2 separate regions of the Mus musculus genome follow, and region 1 is linked to region 2. Evidence: chromatin contacts called from public HiChIP or PLAC-seq data. All regions are on one chromosome and are shown on one strand. The core of a region is the stretch at or near the end of the contact, and the rest is flanking DNA. Distances in the headings are between cores, read along the strand shown. Region 1 overlaps Ppm1f (protein phosphatase 1F (PP2C domain containing)). Region 2 overlaps Spidr (scaffolding protein involved in DNA repair).

Region 1 (2,700 bases), core at 186-2,685, 830 kb before region 2:
CAAGTCTCTGGGCAGACGGGGTCACTATTCTTGGGGCCTCAAATGCTTCTGGAATACATCTCAACCCCAGAGCCTGTCTTCATGTCTAGTGGGAGATCCTCAAAGCTAGACTATGTGCTCTTGTCTGTGTGCCTGTTCGGAAGGGCATTTGGCTGAATTTTCATAGCTGATTTCTTTAATTAAAAAAAAAAAAAAGAAAAAGGCGGTGTGTGTGTGGTAGCTCAGGCTGGCCTCAAACTTGTGAATCAACTCCTGACTGATTCCTGATTCATATGGAATTACAGTTGTGAATCAGTCTGCCTGGCTTTTATGTATCTCTCTTTCTCTTCCTGTGTATGTGTGTAAATGTGTGCGTGTGCATGTATAAATATGCAAGTGTGTATGTATGCGTGCATGTGCGCATGGACACATTTGAGAACAGAGGAAGATATCAGACGCCCTGCTCTATTGCTCTGTGGCTCTCTACTGGATTCCCTTGAGACAGGGTCACTCAGTTAACCTACAAGCTTGCCGTTTGGGCCAAGCTGGCTGGCCACTGAGCTCCTGGGATCTGCCTGTCTCTATCCCCTAATATCAGGGTTATAGGCACATGCAGACATTGTCCAGCTTTTACAGGGATTACTGGATTCAGGTTCTCATGCTTGCACAACAAACACTCTTATCCATTGAACCATCCATCTCCCTAGCCCCCAAACAAACAAACAGTGTCTCATGTTACCCAGGCTGGCCTCAAGCTTGCTATGTAGCCAAAGCTGACCCTGAACTCTTAATTTTCCTACCTCTGCCTATTCAGCCAGAGTGCTAAGGGTTGCAGTCACACACCACCATGCTAGGCTAACACTTCAGCTTTAATGAGAACAATGACCTTCTAAGAGTTGGTGAGTTTCATCCTAAGGGGACTGGCCATCTATTGATGGCCTTTGGTTTTAGAGAACTGGGAACTGACCACAAAGACTCCTGCAGGCAAGTCTGTCACTTGTCGCAGCTTTCTTTTTATTTTTTGAGCCACTCAGGCTGGCCTTCCATTTACCCTGGATCCCAGGCAGGCCAGAGCCTTCAATCCTCTGGCATCAACCTCTTGAGTAGTTGAGTAGTAGGCTCTGCTACTGACAGTCTGTGGAACTGTACAATTGGCTGAAGTTTTCAAAAGAGTGACTTATGGAGAGGCCTCTTGAAGAGGCTCTGAAAACAACCAGCTGAAATGGGGTGCAGCTCGGTGGTAAAGCACTGGCCTAGCTTGTTGAGATGCCCTGGGTTACATCTCTAGCACACTCTTGCCATACCCCCAGTCCCAAATAAAGAAGAAGACATTGTAAGCCAAGAACAAGTTCCCCACTTTGCGGCATTTCCTGCCAGGCACTGAGTTTTCCGTTTAGGGGCAGGGAAAGGGTACCTGCTCACTTGTGCCGATGAGGTCATGCTTAAGCTTTTTGCCCACTGGCTGCTTCTGCTGTTGGGAACAGGGAGGTGATTTCCCCCTACAGAGACACAGACAATGCCTGGCCTCCAGCCATCAGCATTTCCTTCCTGGACCAGGCTTCTGCCTCATTGTAGGGACCCCACCCACGGATGTGTCCGGAGGCCCTCAGTCCTGTCATCACACTGAAAATGTCAGCCCTGATCCTGGTTGTGGGAGTGGAACTCTTAGACGTGGCTAGAGGATGCTGGACCCAGGAAGTGCCCTCAAGGGTTGCTTGGTGCCTACACTATAACAAGAGATGAAGCCATATCTAGATAATTACAATGTTAAGTTTTATATTTTGCTCAGGGACCTAGAGATGTGCCAATGAAATCACAATAAATGGAGAAGAAAGGAAAGGAGTGTGCAGATCCCAGGGGCCAGACTTGTAGATAGTTTCAGAGGAAACACCAGTAAACGTCTGAAAAAAGAGCCAGCGGATCAGTGTAATAGAAGGCCTTTACACCCACAACTCTAGATGGGCTGTGGGGACAAGAGCCAAGCATGAGAGTCTGTGAGGCACAAAATGACTGTGTATGTATGTGTGTGCACACATGTATGTGCACATGGCTGAATGTGAATGCCTGGGAACTGTTGCATATGATGCAGATTATCTATGAGGCTCATACCACAAGTAATGGTGACATATACCCATGTTCACATATAGGAGAAAATGCTAGAACAAAATCCATTTGGACAGTTGAAAAATACATTCAGTATAATATTATATTAATCCCCCACCCCCACCCCCAAGACAGGGTTTCTCTGTGTAGCCCTGGCTGTTCTGGAAATCACTCTGTAAACCTAGCTGGTCTCGAACTCAGAGATAGTCTTGCCTCTCTGCCTCTCGAATGCTGGTATTAAAGGTATGTACCACCACGCTGGGTCTTGTACTGATTTTTTTTTTTTTTGTCTTTTTGTTTTGTTTTTTTTGTCTTTTGAGGCAGGGTTTCTCTTTGTATCCCTGGCTGTTCTAGAATCTACACTGTACAGCAGACTGGCTTAGAACTCAGAGATCTGCCTGCCTCTGCTTCCTGAATGCTGGGATTAAAGGCATATACCATGCATGGGCTTGTACATTTTTATGGTACACTTATGGTTTGTTTAGTGGATGAACATAAGCAGGTCCCTGGGGTTCTGGGCCATCCCATCCATTTTCTTTGCTTTTTTAGTTGAAAGTACATTTTTATGCAATATCCTGACCATGGTTTCCCCTTCCCAATCTCCTCCCGATTCATTCA
Region 2 (2,700 bases), core at 146-2,645:
TGTTGTGCTTGCAGATAGGAGCCTAGCATATCAGCCCTCTGAAAGGCTTCACCCAGCAGCTAACTGAGACAGATGCAGGTACTCACAGCCAAGCATTGGATAGAGGTCGGGGACCTCTATGGAAGAGTTAGGGGAAGAATTGAAGGAATTGAAGGGGATGGAAACCTCACAGGAGAACCAACAGTGTTGTCAACGAATCTCAAACTGTGGGAGCTCCCAGAGATTGGGCCACCAACCAAAGAGCATACATGGGCTGGTCAAAGGCTTTTGGCAAGTCCTGCCTCAGTGGGAGAGGCTGTGCCTAATCCTATAAAGACTTGGTCCCCCAGGGTGGGGGGATACCTGGGGAGGGCACATTCTCAGAGGTGAAGGATAGGGCAGATGGAGAGGGGGCAATATTTAGGATATAAATTAATAAAATAAGTAATTAATTAAAGAAAGGAGAGTATAGGTAGTATGGGTGGCTGTGCATCTCACAGTCTTAGTAGGAACATGGGTATATACAAAGGGAAGTACCTTAATGATCACCTCTGTTGTCTTTTCCCCACTCATCCCCTGTACTTTCATAGCACGTAACACACGAAGACTGGTATCACATCTAGGAGATACATGGTATTCAGCAAGTCTTTTCAAATGATACAGGTTATGGAGTATCTACAGACGAAGGGGCTAGAAATAGCTATTAGATTTTGAAACCTTATAATGAAAGGATGATAGCTGTATCCCAAAGAAATGACAGGTAGGGTTTTTGTTTTGTTTTTGTTTGTTGTTGTTTTGTTTTGTTTTGACTAGTGTACAGTTCCTAGGCACATGGAAATACAGTTTCAGTGAACTAGCCACATATCATATAGAGATTGGAAACTTAGGCAAGAGAGTTTGGTGCTGGGTTTACAGCTGAACAGGATGTTTGTTTCAGGACGTTTTAAGTTAAACATGATTAAGATTCTTAGTGGTAGGAGCAAGTCATCGAGAGTATCCTTCCCCTCTGTCTCTTTCAGTTGGTATCATTATCAGATTTTTTTTTTCCCCAAAAAATATTTGTATAAGAAATAGAGCTGCAGATAGGTAGCTGCTTCTTAATAGAATGAGGTTTATGTAGACATGATTCGACTTGTGGTTTGTCCTTACATAATCAAAGTGCACGGTTGAGGTTTTATATTTATAATTAACGATAATCTGAACTTATTGAATGTTTTAGCTATATTTGAGACATTAGTTTCTTCAGTATTTTCTTAAGTGCTTGAAACTGATTCTCCCTCTTCACTTCTTCATCTCAGAAACTGCAATTTTGTTTTTGTGACGAACAACTTCCTGTTGTGCGTTCTCTCCAGCCACTTCTGGGTTGAGTGCTGTGTGTTTTTTACCTAAGGCTGTAAGTGCATTGCAACACTAACTGGCTATTTCATCATGATTTGGATTGAGAAAGTCTATCAGGAAGTCACAAGTGAATTGTCCCCAACATAGCTTTTAGCTTCATGTTTCTCAGTTGCTGTGTCATGATAGGCAGTTGGTATTCCGACTAGCAGTTGTAAAAAGGGCACAAGAGGATAATTTAGAGATTAAGCGATGGCTTCATTGTATCATTTGATTATGGTCACTGGAGGGTCGGTTTCTGTATGTGACATGTAGGAAGGAAGAAGCCTCATGGCTCGTCTCCTGGGGCAGAAGGAACTGCTTCAATTTCTCTGTCAGCCTCAGAAATGATTGCAAGTGTAGCTCCTCACTGTCCTTCAGAAGTTCCCCCAGGTCTCCTAAAACCTGAGGAAAAGGTATGTTGTCAAAAAAAGATTTGTCCTTGCCACTGTTTAAATAAATTAGATGAGGAGTTTTCAGTAAGTGATATGTTGAAGATTATTCATTATGTATTTTCCCAGTAGATTTCTTTCTCCAGGGTAGAAATATAGTTAAGCAGATACATAAAATACAAGTCAGACTGTCCAGGACCTCACAGTTTGAAAAATAGTTGTAATACAAATAAATGTATTAATGAAATGGTAGTAATATGTGCTGGTGACCATCAGTGGGTTAAGAAAGCCCTTATAATAGATGCGCCTACAGCAAGTATAGGAAGCCCTCCCTACCGCTGAATCTCAGTGTACTGCCTAGGTTCTCAGCTGCAAAGTCTACCCAGAATGTTCCAGTTGGAGAAAGGAATGCTAAATGAAAGGCACTTGAACTAATCCCAGGCCCAGAGCTGGGGTTTAGTGATGTGGCCTGCACAGCCACACCCCTTTCCTCATGCTTGTATTGACGAGGAGTTGTCAGGGTAACACTTCAGGTAGAAGAACCATGTTTGTGTAAGAAAGTCACCATGTTTGCCCACCTGCCACATGCCTTGTTTTCTTTCTTTATAAAACGATAAACTGCACCTTCCCTTACCTGAAAAAAATATGTATTTAAAAAAAATAATCACATTTATATGAAAATTTATAGATTAAATTTATATTAAATTGCTAATATTTATTTGAAAAGTGGAGATTTTGTGTGTGTAACTTCCACTCAGAGTGCATTAAATTATTTTATGATGCAAATGAAGTTTTACCTGACAGTGAGGAGAATTGGACACACATATTAGTAAATAGCCTCCTTTTCTCACAGTGTGGAGGTGACAGGCATTCAGAGGATTTGCAGTTTCAGGGTTTCAAAGTTGTCAGTAGCCTTGGTAGTTGGTTTTCGTTTTGCAGGTATAGCAGAGCCTTT

Evidence for each region. HiChIP or PLAC-seq counts read pairs in DNA pulled down with a chosen protein or histone mark.
Region 1: a contact with region 2 is called in an H3K27ac HiChIP or PLAC-seq map of microglia, with 6 times the contacts expected there. The contact joins two enhancer-like sites.

What each region holds. Positions count from the first base shown.
Region 1 is chr16:16,906,781-16,909,480 of GRCm38.p6, reverse strand. All of the region lies in intron 2 of Ppm1f (protein phosphatase 1F (PP2C domain containing)), which reads right to left. Among named protein-coding and RNA genes, the nearest start is that of Ppm1f, 12 kb to the right of the region's middle. Within about 2 kb of position 1,435, at least 29 of the 459 cell types and tissues checked have an H3K27ac peak or open chromatin away from gene starts, as enhancers often do. A contact at or near this core is called in microglia, where this site is marked.
Region 2 is chr16:16,072,221-16,074,920 of GRCm38.p6, reverse strand. The region is part of intron 5 of Spidr (scaffolding protein involved in DNA repair); the gene reads left to right. Among named protein-coding and RNA genes, the nearest start is that of Spidr, 73 kb to the left of the region's middle. Within about 2 kb of position 1,395, at least 76 of the 459 cell types and tissues checked have an H3K27ac peak or open chromatin away from gene starts, as enhancers often do. A contact at or near this core is called in microglia, where this site is marked.